Linked DNA regions of Mus musculus: all the other regions are linked to region 2. A link is a contact called in public ChIA-PET and promoter capture Hi-C data. All regions are on one chromosome and are shown on one strand. The core of a region is the stretch at or near the end of the contact, and the rest is flanking DNA. Distances in the headings are between cores, read along the strand shown. Region 1 holds the start of Ubl7 (ubiquitin-like 7 (bone marrow stromal cell-derived)). Region 2 holds the start of Edc3 (enhancer of mRNA decapping 3). Region 3 holds the start of Scamp5 (secretory carrier membrane protein 5). Region 4 holds the start of Mpi (mannose phosphate isomerase). Region 5 holds the start of Cox5a (cytochrome c oxidase subunit 5A).

Region 1 (2,700 bases), core at 154-2,653, 200 kb before region 2:
ACACGCCTTTAATCCCAGCACTTGGGAGGCAGAGGCAGGAGGATTTCTGAGTTCAAGGCCAGCCTGATCTACAAAGTGAGTTCCAGGACAGCCAGGGCTACACAGAGAAACCCTGTCTCAAAAAAACAAAAGAAAAAAAAAAAAAAAGTAAACACAAAAGGCCAATCAGTTGGATAGGAATGTTGTGAGGTTCAAGCAAGATCACCCAACCCTCTCCCTTCTACACACTCATTTCTGGTTTTCTTCTCCAGCTTTTGATTTAGCTATAACAACACTTTAAGGAGGGCCCTTGTCTCTCTTGCCTGCCCTTATCAGAGATCTATAGCACCACCCAATGTCTTATTGTTAAAACACAGATCTAACAAACTTAACTGCTTAGAAGGCCCCCATTAATCCCAAAGCACTTCTATGAACAGGTGGGTGTTAACTCCACAGCCAGATTACAAACCCATTTATTCTGACGCCTACCAGCTTTCTTCAATAGACCCAGCCCTGCCCCTTTATAACAACACACGTAAGTATACTTCATAACAAAGTTGTCCCCTATATGTAACTCTGCTCACCTCCTGTCTTTGCATATAAGTTCTCTTCCCTTTTTGGCCTCTTAGCAAACTCCTACCAAGACCCACACAAACACATCGGTTCCATGCTCTCTTCTTGGTCACACATTCCCTGTTCCCTCAAGGCAAAAGAGCAACACAAATCAATAGATTTGAGGACAAGTCAGCCAGCTTCATTACCAGATGCCAGACTTAGAAAGCTACCTTCTCTTTGCTGCTTTTTCCCTTGTACAACTTATTTACTTCTCAACTTCTCATTGCGTCCCTCATATTTGTGAAACCCCCCCCATTCTTGAAAGCCAAGACTAGAGCTTTTCTAACACAGTCCCCAGCCTGACATATATGAATGCCCACAAAATAAATCTAAAAATTCAAAGGGTGCAAGAGCCTTGTACCGCAAGACCAGTCCTTGTTACAGACACTATTTCTGCCAAAGAGGTCTCTTGCAGTAAAGACAAGGCTAAGAAAAAACTGTGGTGCGACCCAGCGGACTTCAAGGTACTATCCACCTTTAGGTTTAAAGCGAGAAAGGAGGTTTTTGTATACCGATTTCAATCCTCACAACTGTCTCCTGAAACTGGCATCATTGTCCTTATTTTACAGATCAGGAATAAAGACTCAGAAAGCTGAAGTCTCTTGGCCCAAGGTCACAGATACCTAGTCGTGAGTAGGGACAATGTTGACAACCCCACCTCTCTCGTGGGACCAGTTAGCTACTCCGGACCCACGAGAGCCCCGCGCGCCCAGGGAGGGGGCCCAGCGCCCTCACCCGTCCCGCGGAAGGAACCCGGCCGCAGCGAGCCGCCGGTGTAAACACTCACTCTGGTCCTCTTGCCGGAAACCGGAAGCTCCGCGCTGCATTCTGGGGACTATAGTTTTCACTGAGACCCAGCCCCTTATAAATGGCCGTCCAGCAGCTAGTGGCAATGCTTCCGGGTCCTAGGAGGCGTGAGTGCGAGCACGAGCAGTTTGAGGTCCTAGAAGCCAGTAGGTTGTAGCTTTCTGTCAGACACAATTGTACCACCACCTGAGGTAGGGAGACTCAGTGTGGAATTTTCGAAAGCAGCCAATAGCCCGATGATTCCCGCGCTCTCCAGGGATATATGTGAAGCCTGTTGGTTGTCCCGGGTTTGGAGGAGTCCTAGGCCGGAGGGCGAGCCTTCTCCGAGGGGGACGGGTTCCTAAGTGGACAGGCGCCCCGCGGCCCTTCCGATGAAGACGCAGTTCTCCCACGTAGCCAGCCTCTTGTGCTTCTTGCTCCTTTCTCCCAGGAAACCTGCCTTGTGGCAGCGCACCAGGGCGCTAAAAGTTGAGTCCGTAAGGGGAGTGATTAAGTCGGGTTTCTGGCCCACCGCGAACATGCAACAATGGGGTTTATAACACAGTCATTCGTAGAATCAGTTTGGGGAGGGGAATTTCCACTGAACTTTCGTGGAGACACTGCCTGTTTTAGATGGCTGAGAAACTAATGCACAATCAAATTGGATTGAGTTTACACAAAAGTTAGAGTTAGCTAAACTCAAGAGAGAAGTGATTTTTCTCAGAAAGTTCCACAATTAAGGAAAACAATAACCAAAAACAACCAACTTTAAAACTGTGAAGCTGAGGGACGGGTGAGATGGCTCAGCAGGTAAAAGCACTTGCATTCAAACCTGAGGACCTCCCCGGGAACAAATGGTGAAAGGATTGAACTGACTCCCCAAAACTGACCACACACACACACTAATAAAAAAATGTAATTTTAAAAGATAAAGTTCAGGCTGGAGAGAAGGCTCAGCAGTTAAGAGCACTGAGTGCTCTTCCAGAGGTCCTGAGTTCAATTTCCAGCAACCAAGTGGTGACTCACAGCCATCTATAATGGGATCCGGTGCCCTCTTCTGGTGTGTCTGAAGACAGTGACAGTGTATAAAATACATAAATAAATCTTTTTTTTAAAAAAAGTTCATAATAGCTACTGTGTACACAAGTGTAAAAGTTGTATTCTTGCCGGGCGTGGTGGCGCACGCCTTTAAGCCCAGCACTCAGGAGGCAGAGTCAGGCAGATTTCTGAGTTTGAGGCCAGCCTGGTCTACATAGTGAGTTCCAGGACAGCCAGGGCTACACAGAGAAACCCTGTCTCGAAAAACAAAACAAAACAAAA
Region 2 (2,700 bases), core at 85-2,584:
ATTTGCCTTTATTAGAAACTGTCAGTCAGGTGTGTTGTGTACATCTATAATCTCAGAAGTCCAGAGGCTAAAGCAGGAGCATTACTCGGTAATAGGGGACCCAAGTGGCCAAATGTCTCAGTAACATCAAAACCAGTAATCCTGGTAGTCAAAGAGTGAAGGCCTTTAATCCCAGCACTCTGGAGGCAGAGGCAGGAGGATCGTTGTGAGTTCCGGGCCAGTTTGACCTACACAGACAATTCTACAGGTTCTCACTATGTAGCTCTAACCTAGAACTATATACTGAGTGCCTGTCACCAAAAAAAGGTCATTCTTTGCAACTACTTTTACTTCAGAGAAACCAAAAACTAAGAATTTTGTGCCCAAACAAAACAGATACATCATTCTCTTTAAAAAAACAAAAATCAAAAAACAAAAAACTGGGTTCCACCTGAGGGTTCCAGATGAGCCACGAATAACTCGGGGATAGTCATTTTGATTGTGGAAAGATTAAGGGTCCTTTTAACTCTGCAACGGGGAGACTGAAAATCAACTAAAGTTGATGAAGACTATTCCTCCAACACACCCCAACACTTAAAACCACAGATCAAGTATTACTAATATCTGCAGTCACAACACAGAAAGGATAACTGCGGCAGTGCATCGAGGGCAGCTAAGTGTGCGTGCGCTCTGGCAGGGCATCACTATCTCTAGTCCCACACCCCAGTCCTTCACAAGTTACACAAGTTCTCATCTACTATGAGGCACTCGCACGACTGGCTATTAACCTCACTGGTCAAAGAAAATGAAGGCAAAGAGCAATGGCTCTTTGAGAAGTCACAGTGGCAACCAAAGCGGGCTTGAGACAGACCAAGCCGTTATTGCCTCCAATCCGAATCCTTGGGCTATACCTAACCCAGTGAGTACCCCACACGCCCGCACGCGCGCACCCCCACAATTTCTGCGCGGGCGCGCGCGCGCACACACAAGGTTCTTGAGCGCGCACGCATATACACACACACACACACACACACACACACACCCGCGCACACACACACACACACCCGCGCGCGCACACACACACACACACACCCGCAGCTCCTGTCCGCCAATATAAAGATCTACAAGGCCGGGAAGCCTGCAGCCTAACAAGCAAACCGAGCTGACCACCCGGAAGCGCCAGCCAACGGGCACCCGCGAACACGCAGCCTTCCTCGTGCTCACCTCCCCGCCGCCTGCCCCCGCCTGCGCTGCACAGCACACCAAGACGACCTCGCTCGCCAAAACCCCACCGAGGGGCTTCACGCCCACCGCCACAGACACAGAAGCAGCCGCCACCTCCGCCGGAAACGCCCCCGCGTCTCGGCCTACCCGGAGTGATGTCACTTCCGTTGACACAGGGCGGAGCCAAGGGGCGGGGCTCCCGGGAAATTTGAGAGCTTGGGGTAATGTTAAGGGTTGATGGACAAGGCAGCTAAGATGTTTTCTGTGTGTGAAATCTGAGTGGAGTAAGAAAGAGAATGGGAGGAAGGAACTATGCTGGCTAGTTTGTCAAATTGACACAAGCTAAAGTTATCTGAAAGGAGGGAACCTCAAATGAGAAAATGGCTCTATAAGATCTGGCTGTAAGTAAGCCTATGCAATATTTCTCTTAATTTGTGACTGAGTGGGGAGGGCCTAGGCTATTGTAACTGGGGCCCTCCCTGAGCTGGTAGTCCTGGGCTTTTTTTCCTGAGAAAAAAGGCTGTGCAAGCATGGGGAGCAAGCCAGTAACCCACACTCTTCAGTGGCCTCTGTACCAGCTCCTGACTCCAAGAACCTTTCTTGATGAATAGTGATATGGAAGTGTAGCTGAATAAACCCTTTCCTTCCCAAATTGATTGTGGTCATGGAGTTTCATCTCAGCAATAGAAATCCAAACTAAGATAAATTGGTACCAGGAGTGGGGTATTGTGAACAGACCAGATCATGTTTCGGAAGGACTTTGGAATTTTAGGCTAGAAAAGCCATGAGAGCTCAGTGAGCTGTTCTGTAGGAGACTGGAAGTTAAGAATGTTGAGAGCACTGCAGATTGCCTGGCTTGTGAAGTTTCGGAGGAAAATTTAAAGACTATTGGGGCCATTTGTTATTTTGAATTAAGATTCTGTGGTTCCAGCCGGGCGTGGTGGTGCACGCCTTTAATCCCAGCACTCGGGAGGCAGAGGCAGGCGGATTTCTGAGTTCGAGGCCAGCCTGGTCTACAAAGTGAGCTCCAGGGCAGCCAGGGCTACACAGAGAAACCCTGTCTCGAAAAACCAAAAAAAAAAAAAAAAAAAAAAAAAAAGATTCTGTGGTTCTGGCTAGGTGGGGCTGGAGAAATGGTTGCGCTTAACAAGAACTACATAGTGAAACTTTTGCCTTGCTGAGATACTCAATACTGTTTGACTAGAGGTGAGAAATTAGTGGTGCTTACGAAAAGAAAAACATTGTTGAGGTGAAATCTCTTTCATTTTTTCTTCTTGGTTTTTCAAGAGAAGGTTTCTCTATGTAGCTCTGGAACTTGCTCTGTAAATCAGGATGGCCTCTGCCTCCCAAGTGCTGGGATTAAAGGCATGCATGCACCACCACTGAGCATGGTTAAATCTTATGGGGAGTATTTCTGAGCACACCAAGAAAGAAAGAGAGAGGGTGAGGAAGGAGGGAGGGAGGAGAAAGAAAATAAGAGAAAAGAGAAGCTGGAGA
Region 3 (2,700 bases), core at 8-2,507, 240 kb after region 2:
GCTGGTCTGGTAGCTTCTGCTGCTTCCTGTTCGGCCAGCTCAGCCTCCTTCTGGTCTCTTCTGCACTTGTTCTTGTCTGCTCTTCTCCTCTCCCTCCCTTCCCATGCCAGCTGTGGGAGTGAGGCCCCAGTGCCAGCAGGCTAGAGCCACACAATGGGCCCTTAGTCTGGGCAAAGAATCCCTGCAGTGTATCCCACCCACTGAAGCCCTCTTCCAGGCCCAGGGTGGTGTGGGTGAGGGATCGAAGCCATTGGTTGGCAGGGCAGGGGATGGCCTTGGCTGTGGAGGACCCACAGGGTTTTACTATGTAAACACCACTCACAATGGCAGCTTGTCTTCCTACCCCAGCCCCATGTCGCCAAGGAGTCTCGGAGCTACACTAATTCTGCACTTGTAAGCATTTACCTTGGTCCCTTCTCATTCTTGCTGTTAACATCTGTACATTATTATCTCTTTCCTTCTTCTTCTTTCTTGTCTTTTTTTTTTCAGAGCTATTCCTTATTCTTCTATTCCTTATTTCCCTTCCTTTTTGAGACAGTAGCTCATGTGTATCCTGGTAGTCCAGTACTTCCCCACTTGCTGTGTAGATAAACTGGCTTTGAACTTGCACTGACCCCATTGCCTGTGTCTTGGAAGGGCTAGGAATATTGATGTGAATCAACCCACACACCTGTGCTCTCTCTGTCTCTCTCTGTCTGTCTCTGAGATCTCACTATGTAGCTCCAACTGTCCTGGAACTTATGAAGATTAAGCTGCCTTTGAACTCACAGAGACAAGCACTCTGGATTTGGATCCCCGGAACTGGGGTTATGGTACTACCATATGGGTGCTAGGAATCAAACCCCAACCCTTTGTAAGAGCACAACAAGTACACTTAACCACTGAGCCATTTCTCCAGCCCCTCATCAAGCTGTCTCTTCCTCTTTCCCGGTACATCCCACAGGTCCCTGCGATTGGTATGGGGGTTATTCTTCCCACTTTGCAGATGTGGAAGTTAAGGCACTAGTTGCTGGCACTACTGTATGTTTCTCCTTTCTATGCACTCACTGTGCTCTTGTCCCCAAGGTGCCCACCTAGCACCTGGACGAGGAACGGCCGAATATTTAGCACCACGGACAGCTCCTGCAAGGTGCGGAGGCGCCGGTGCCTTGCTTCTCGCGAGCGCTCGTGGAATAGCCTTACGAGCAGTGTGGGAGTCTCGCGAGAGTGGTTGCAGCAGGCAGGGCGGCACGGGAGCGCGCGGGCCCGCCTCGGACGCGCGCGCACGCTCCCCGCCCCCAATCCGGGAGCCGCTCGCGGCCCGCTCCGCGCCTGATCGCCCGGTGCAGCGCAGCTCAGCGCGGCGCAGCGCGACTACCTTTCTGCAGCCGAGCGGTCGGGGCTGGTGAGTCCTGGGCCTGGAGACCCAAGGAGGGCACTGCGGGGAAGCTACGAGCTGGGTTGGAGAGGTGTCAGCGGCTCCAATTTTCTGCCTTCAAAGAGTCCCTCTTCATTTGAGGGGGTAGGTCGAGCTTCTGGAGAGGTGGGGAGTCGAGGTGACCTTTCCTGCTTGGGGTGGTAAGCGCTCTTTGTACACCCCTAAATCCTCCTCCCCATTCCTGTTTCCTCTTTCCTCTGTCCCCGCAGAGGGAGCCCGGGATTTGGGTGACGTCAGGCCCTTGGATGGAGCCTGGGCTTTGGGCCCTCCACCCCACAAACCCCGAGTTCCACCTGGCATTCCCTGGAAGCCGGCCTCCTCCTTTTGGGATGGCGCATGCGGCCGGGGATGGGAACGTCTGGAATCTAGTGACCGTGGTATCACAAAAGGCACCTGCAGGTGGACCCAAGTTGTACTCATCCCTGGAAGGCCGACCTTTGTACCGCGGGTCTGAGCAGCCTGGTTTTTGGAGGAGGGGGATGGGTGCACTGCCTAGGGCCCGGATACCACCAGGGCTTTGGGGAGTGGGATGGGGGTGCTGGATGTAGCGCATCCAGCATTAGCACCAGTCAGTCACGAGGAAGGAGGGGAGATGTGTAAGAACCAATCCCCGTCCTTGCCTTGAGGTTCTCCTGATCTGGAGTCTGGGGGAGTCAAGTAAGACTAGGACTGATAATTGGTTGTTAAAGGCCGACTTGAGGAGATCAGCAAAGGCCAGGGCTGGAGACAGAGACAAGAGGCAGCAGCTGTCAGGAGGAGACTTTCTGGAGGTGGGATTTGGAAGGAGGCAGAGGCGAGAGAGGGCATCTCAGTGTGGTAATGGACAAAGTTCAGAGGTGGGCATGAAGCACTGCTGCTCCACCCCAGCCTGTCTGTGGTGTGTGTGGGAGGGATGGTCTAGAGAAATGTGCAACCCGTGCGTTACCCATTATGTCTTCTCCATCAGGACTGTGAAAGAGGGAGATGATTCTGGCAGGGCCACGGTTGGCAGAGAGATTTTGCTTGGGGTTGCTAGTTTAGCGTCTGTGGGAACTTGGAGAGATAGGACCAGCTCTCCATTGCTGAGAGAGAACCGTGGCAGGGATGGGCCATCGAAAATGGAGTGTTAGTAGAGGGGATTAGGAGTCCTGGGACTTGTGGCCATTTCTATTTTTCTTTCCTTTATGTTTTTAAATTGTAATCTACATATACATATATATGGGTGTTTTGCCTGCTTGTATGTGCACCATTGTGTGCAGTGTCCTCCGACCCAGCGTTGGAGCCCATGGAGTTACAAATGGTTG
Region 4 (2,700 bases), core at 128-2,627, 160 kb after region 2:
GAGCTACAGTTGGTCATGAGCTGCCATGTGGGTGCTGGGAATGGAACCTGGGTTCTTTGGGAGAGCAGTGTTATTGCAAACCGTCTCTCTGTCTCCAGCCTCTAATATTCTCTCCAGCGTCTAATATTCTCTATCTCTCTCTCCCTCTCCCTCCCCCTCTCCCCTCCCCCTCTCCCTCCCCTTCTCCCCTCCCCCCTTCCCCTCCCCCTCCCATCTCCCCTCTCTCCTCTCTCTCCAGTTCCCAGGAGCTTTGGCAGCTGAGAGTCTGGGTCTCCAGCTGGGTTCTCTCCTTGTAGGCTGTTGTGGAGGTCCGGATGGCAGAGACTTTCTACAGAGGATGTAACAAGATTACTCTAACAAAAGTCCATCCCCTGCCTTCCCTGTGCAGGGTTCCTGGGGACGCCTCCTCTCTGTCCTATGCACAGCTTGTGAGCAGCTCAGACTGGAGGAGTGCTGGGTTCTGGAATCACCTAGGATGGGAGGGTCAGAGGGACACAGCACTGACTGCTTTACAGTCCTCTTAGGTCCTACAATAAATCTGGTAGATCTATACATTACTATCCCCATTCTACAGAGCAAGAAACAGAAGTTCATAGGGGGTGGAAGAGGGTAGTAACATCTGCGACCACCATCATAGTTACATCACACCAATAACCTTCTAACCACTGGCACTCAGGGGAACCTCTAAAATCCTCATGAAAGCACATGACCCTATACATCGCGTGTTTTGCTTGACCCCCTTTCCTTCGCTGTACGTGCACGCATATGTGCGTGCGTGCGTGCCTGCCTGCCTCCCTGCCTTTGTGTGTCCCTTTGCCCAGATAGTGTTGACCTCTTTGTTATTTAATCGTGTACAGTATAGGCACATTCCCAAGTTCCAGCACTAGAGATTCTTGCTAGCTCTTTCTTCTGCCAGGAACACTCTTCACTCTTCCTCAAATCTCTCCTTTTTACCCAGATGACCGTTGTAACAGGGCTGGTCTCAAACTCAAGACAAGCTTTCTGCTTTGGCTCCCTAACTACAGGAATTATAGGAGTGTGCCACTATGCTTCGCTATTTATTGCCTTTTAACACACTGATAAGATTTATTGAATTACTTCCCTTCTCTAGACTAAAGGCCCCGAAAAAGCACAAAAGTAGTGCTATTTTGTTCTCTGATGTATGCTTGGAACAATCTGTGATACTTAGCGAGTTCTCAGTATTTACATACGGGTAAAAGAAGGCTGAAGCAGGACTGTTGAAATCAAGAGTTAGGGATAATGCTTTTAGGCAACAGAATCTCCTGACTGCTCAGGGAAGAGGCGGTGGGCTCTGCAAACTACATTTCCCGTGAAGCTCCGCGCGCAGAAAAAGCGGAGGCTGCTGGGAAGAACTTAACGTTCCTGAAGCCGGGTTTCAGGCAACTGGGATGGCGAGTCCGCGAGGTGAGCCGTTTACCCATGTTAGCTATCTTGGTGGTGGTCGCGTCCTGGGGACCTATACTGGCAAGACCTAGCGGATCGTGACCATTTCTGTGGTCGCTGAGCACAAGGATAGGATCTGGGGTGGGTAGTATAGCCGGGGGTCGTATCACTCGAATCACTTCGGGACTGACCGCTTGCAGAGAAATGAGTCGTTAGTTCCTTTTCCTTCCCCATCACCCCAACTCAATTCTTTTCCGTGGCAGAGAAGATCCGTATCTGCCAATCTCACAGATAGGAATATCGACGATTGTGGAAGAGAGGAGTGACCTTCCACAAGTCATAGACTCTACGTCTATGGCCTTAGAGTCCCCTCCCCCATTCCTGGTTCCCCAGCACTAGGGCCAGGTCTGAAGAGTGGAATGGCAGCTAACCTTCTGTCTGTGTCCCCAGTGTTCCCACTTTCCTGTGTGGTGCAGCAGTATGCCTGGGGGAAGGTGGGCTCCAAAAGTGAAGTGGCATGCCTGCTGGCTAGCAGTGATCCACTGGCCCAGATTTCAGAGGACAAGCCATATGCAGAGGTAAGACCCTGACTGCACATCAGTCCACTTTACCGTGAGACCAAAGGATCTGACACAAGCCATATGGATCAGTTGGGAGGAATCTCTGTAGCGTGTAGATATTCTCTTGGTTCTGGGATCAGTGCAAATACATGCACAAAGAAAGCGTAATCAGAGCATTGCAATCACACAACTAGGGAGGTTGAAGGAGGAGAATCTGTCTGATCTCTCCTCCAAGATCCTGCCTCATATAAGAGAGGATAAAATATCTGGGACAGCCCGCCACACGCACACACAGAGGGGGGTGGAGAGAGAGAGAGAGAGAGAGTGTTAGTTTCTTTATGTGTTTATCTGTCTTGAAACTTGTTCTGTAGACTAGGCTGGCCTTTAACTCAAGAGATCTGGCTGCCTCTGCTTCCTGAGTGCTGGGATCAAAGGTATGCACCACCACACATAGCTTAAACATGTGTCATTTCTTGTATCCTAGTAGATCTAGCTCTTACTGAATCTTCATTTGTTTTGATTTTTTTTTTTTTTTTCTTTTCAAGACAGGGTTTCTCTGTGTAGCCCTGGCTGTCCTGGAACTCACTCTTGTAGACCAGGCTGGCCTCGAACTCAGAAATCCACCTGCCTCTGCCTCCCAAGCGCTGGGATTAAAGGCGTGCGTCACCACACCCGGCTTTGTTTTGATTTTTTGAGAACTTGTCTCAGAGTGCCCAGGCTGGCTTCAAACTTGCTG
Region 5 (2,700 bases), core at 75-2,574, 190 kb after region 2:
CCCAAGGTTAATCCCTGCACTTAGGAGGCAAGAGGAATGCAATAAGTTCCTCGATAGCCCTTTTAGTACCATTCTGAGTTCTAGTCTAGTCTGGGCTATAGAGGCCCTGTTTCTAAAATAAAATACTCCTATTTATTTTAGGCCGATGCCGGCCTGGTTTACAAAGAGTTCCAGGACAGCCAGGCTACACAGCTGACACATACCACAACCAAACAAAACCAAAAGTAAGATAGATGTACCGTGCTAAGTGGAGAGGGTCTGAGAACACACCAAGTGGCAGAGCAATTATCTAGCAATGCAGGGCCCTTGGTTCCCCCTCAGCAATGGGGGTGGACAGTGATGGGACACAAAATCTCCTGATCACACAGAAGGGGAAACAAGCAACCAAACATAATACTTCATAAGTCAGCACTGAAGCTTCTCATTTTAAACGGGTGGAGGGGAATCCACGAAGCTTTCCCATGTTTGTACACCCAGTATTCCTCAGTATTTGGTACCCAATCTTGTAAACGTTATCATTCTTTCCATTAATATTTGTCAATGTTCAGGCTCTCTTACAAGCCGCAAGAAACCACACTTTAAATTATCTATTTGAAACGCAGGGCTAAAATGTGGCTCAACAGTCCTCAAACGTGGCCGTACCCAGTTATGAAGGTGACACAAAAATGCCAGCAGAGAATTGCCTGATCAGGGCTAAAAGGGTATTGTGTCCCACTGGGGAATCAAATTGTGTTCTAGGAAACGCAGAGGCGGGCGGCGCGCCCGGAGGCTCAATGTCACCTTCGCCAAGATGCCGCAGGCCGGCGGGGGCCACTCCCGGTCAGGTGGCTGCGGGGTCAGCGCAGGGAACGGTCACGGCCCAGAGACTGAAAGGAAGTGCTGAGCTCGTCCTCGGCGACCCCGGCAAGTCCACACACCTGACTGGCCGCGGGTTCGGCATCAGGAAGTGGCGGGGAGGGAGGCCCGGAGGAGTCTCCTACACGACTCCAGACGGCCGCGGACGCACTGCGGTCACCGGGCTCCAATGCCGGCTCGCAGGGCAAAGGCTAGGCCGCCAGGGAGCCTGCCCTCGAGTGGCGGCGGGAGCCCAGGTCACAGCAAGGACACGCGAGCGAGGGCTGTGGCGGGCGCGGACCTTACCGGCGGCGGGGCTGGGAGCCGAGGCGGGGTGCAGGAGGCCTCGGGCAGCCGCGGCTGCGGTACAGCGACGGAGGGCAGCGGCGAGCATGACGGCGACCACAGCGCACTGGCTGAGGCTGACGAGAAGCCGGTGTGAGCTCGCGGGCGGTACAGCAGTTCGCGGGGGCCGGACTCACGCAGCGACGCACGCTGGGCGGAGCATAAGGCCGGCCCACTGCGGAGCTCGCGCCTACGGAAGCGGGTGGGGCGCCATGCGGTCGCCGGCGGCTACGGCGGCCGTGGAGGACAAACCACGTCGGCGCCGCGCCAAAGCTGGTCCGATGACCCGGGTGACCGTAGTGAACATTCCTGCGTGGGAGGAAAGGCAGGGTGAGCAATGGACAATGTGGATTTGGAATCGCCAACAGAGGAGACTATCACAATTTGGAATTGTAGCGATAATAACGGCAAACTATAATAAGAATAACCGCTTTGCCCCCGCGCGTTGGTGTATGCTATAATTCTAGCCCTCTACAGGCTAAGTATTAGGAATTTCAGGCTCTCTTATGCAACCTGAGTCTCAGAAAAAAAAAAAATCATACTGGGAGTAGTGACTCAAGACAATAATCAACATTTTGGAGGCAGGGGGAAAGGGGATTCAAGGACAGCCTGGGTCACATGATCCTCCCCCACCCACTAAAGCCCAATTATTTACTTTTACCCATTAGGAAACCGACTCAAAAATTACGTTGTTTAGGGTCTAGGAAGATAGACGGTTTAGTGGATAAAGTGCTTTCTGTGGCTCAGTAGTTAATAGTTTATTAACTTTCTGCGCTCTCAGAGGACTCACGTTTACTTCACATCAGGTGGCTCCCAACTGTCTGTAACTCCCGCTCCAAGGGAATCTGACACCCTCTTCTGGACATCACAAGTACCCACATTGTGCTGTGCTATATACTCACACACATACATGTAAATAAACTTTACAAATGAAATGAAGGCACGGATGAATAAGTAAACGAAAAATGAAAAAAATGTACCTTGATTAAACGAGTATGAATCCATGAATTGGCTTTCCTAATCTTGACTTCTCTGAGCCAATTATGGGACATATGTTAGTTATCTTAATTTTATTTTTGGTTATAAGGTGTGGTAGTTATTGAATAAGAATGGCTCCCATAGTCTCATATATTTGAATGCTTGGTCATCAGAGAGTGGCACTATTTGAGAGGGATTAGAAGGTGTGGCCTTGTTGGAAGAAGTGTGTCATTGGGGGTGGGCTTTGGGGTTTCAAAAGCCCATGCAAGGTTCAGAGTCTCTCTCTTCCTGCTACCTTCAAATGTAGAACTCTCAGCTACTTCTCCAGTACCATTCCTGCCGTGCTTTCTGCCTGGATGATAATGGACACTGATCTCTAAAACTGTAAGCCAGCCCCAGTTAAATGCTTACTTTTATAAGAGTTGCTGTGGTCTCTTCACAGCAATAGAACACTAAGGTTTCATAGTAGCCCTGCCAGGCCTTGAACTCACAGAGGCCTGTCTGCTTCTGCCTCCTGAATGCTGGGATTAAAGGAGCTGGCTC

Evidence for each region. Promoter capture Hi-C pulls out the DNA fragments that hold promoters and counts their contacts. ChIA-PET counts read pairs in DNA pulled down with a chosen protein or histone mark. Capture Hi-C pulls out chosen DNA fragments and counts their contacts.
Region 1: a contact with region 2 is called in an RNA polymerase II ChIA-PET map of memory CD8 T cells, with 2,597 read pairs. The contact joins the promoter of Ubl7 here to the promoter of Edc3 in region 2. A contact is called at or near these places in 10 of 39 promoter capture datasets (the C10 cell line, the HPC-7 cell line, HPC-7-derived erythroid cells and 8 more), 1 of 484 Hi-C or Micro-C datasets (granulocyte-monocyte progenitors), 5 of 115 datasets of contacts at active chromatin or transcription factors (embryonic stem cells, large pre-B cells, memory CD8 T cells and 2 more) and 4 of 9 other capture datasets (adipose tissue, embryonic stem cells, liver and 1 more).
Region 3: a promoter capture Hi-C map of hematopoietic stem and progenitor cells shows a contact between it and region 2, with 2.1 times the contacts expected there. The contact joins the promoter of Scamp5 here to the promoter of Edc3 in region 2. A contact is called at or near these places in 4 of 39 promoter capture datasets (the C10 cell line, hematopoietic stem and progenitor cells, maxillary cranial neural crest and 1 more), 1 of 484 Hi-C or Micro-C datasets (embryonic stem cells), 2 of 115 datasets of contacts at active chromatin or transcription factors (large pre-B cells and microglia) and 3 of 9 other capture datasets (adipose tissue, liver and pancreatic islet).
Region 4: a contact with region 2 is called in a promoter capture Hi-C map of pancreatic islet. The contact joins the promoter of Mpi here to the promoter of Edc3 in region 2. A contact is called at or near these places in 7 of 39 promoter capture datasets (embryonic stem cells, erythroid cells, frontonasal cranial neural crest and 4 more), 3 of 484 Hi-C or Micro-C datasets (B cells, embryonic stem cells and muscle stem cells), 8 of 115 datasets of contacts at active chromatin or transcription factors (the SCID.adh cell line, bone marrow-derived macrophages, craniofacial prominence and 5 more) and 3 of 9 other capture datasets (adipose tissue, liver and pancreatic islet).
Region 5: a contact with region 2 is called in a promoter capture Hi-C map of liver. The contact joins the promoter of Cox5a here to the promoter of Edc3 in region 2. A contact is called at or near these places in 6 of 39 promoter capture datasets (the C10 cell line, cranial neural crest, erythroid cells and 3 more), 5 of 484 Hi-C or Micro-C datasets (CD4 T cells, CD8 T cells, CD8 central memory T cells and 2 more), 15 of 115 datasets of contacts at active chromatin or transcription factors (the 230-238 cell line, the SCID.adh cell line, Th17 cells and 10 more) and 3 of 9 other capture datasets (adipose tissue, liver and pancreatic islet).

Annotation. Positions count from the first base shown.
Region 1 is chr9:57,909,689-57,912,388 of GRCm38.p6, reverse strand. Ubl7 (ubiquitin-like 7 (bone marrow stromal cell-derived)) reads right to left here and starts at 1,403. Exons shown (of 11, transcript NM_001122873.1): 1 at 1,330-1,403.
Region 2 is chr9:57,707,203-57,709,902 of GRCm38.p6, reverse strand. It overlaps Edc3 (enhancer of mRNA decapping 3), which reads right to left and starts at 1,334. Exons shown (of 7, transcript NM_153799.3): 1 at 1,204-1,334.
Region 3 is chr9:57,466,617-57,469,316 of GRCm38.p6, reverse strand. It overlaps Scamp5 (secretory carrier membrane protein 5), which reads left to right and starts at 1,257. Exons shown (of 7, transcript NM_020270.3): 1 at 1,257-1,384.
Region 4 is chr9:57,551,429-57,554,128 of GRCm38.p6, reverse strand. Mpi (mannose phosphate isomerase) reads left to right here and starts at 1,377. Exons shown (of 8, transcript NM_025837.2): 1 at 1,377-1,425; 2 at 1,855-1,982. The coding sequence starts at 1,410.
Region 5 is chr9:57,519,856-57,522,555 of GRCm38.p6, reverse strand. Cox5a (cytochrome c oxidase subunit 5A) reads right to left here and starts at 1,324. Exons shown (of 5, transcript NM_007747.2): 1 at 1,141-1,324. The coding sequence starts at 1,228.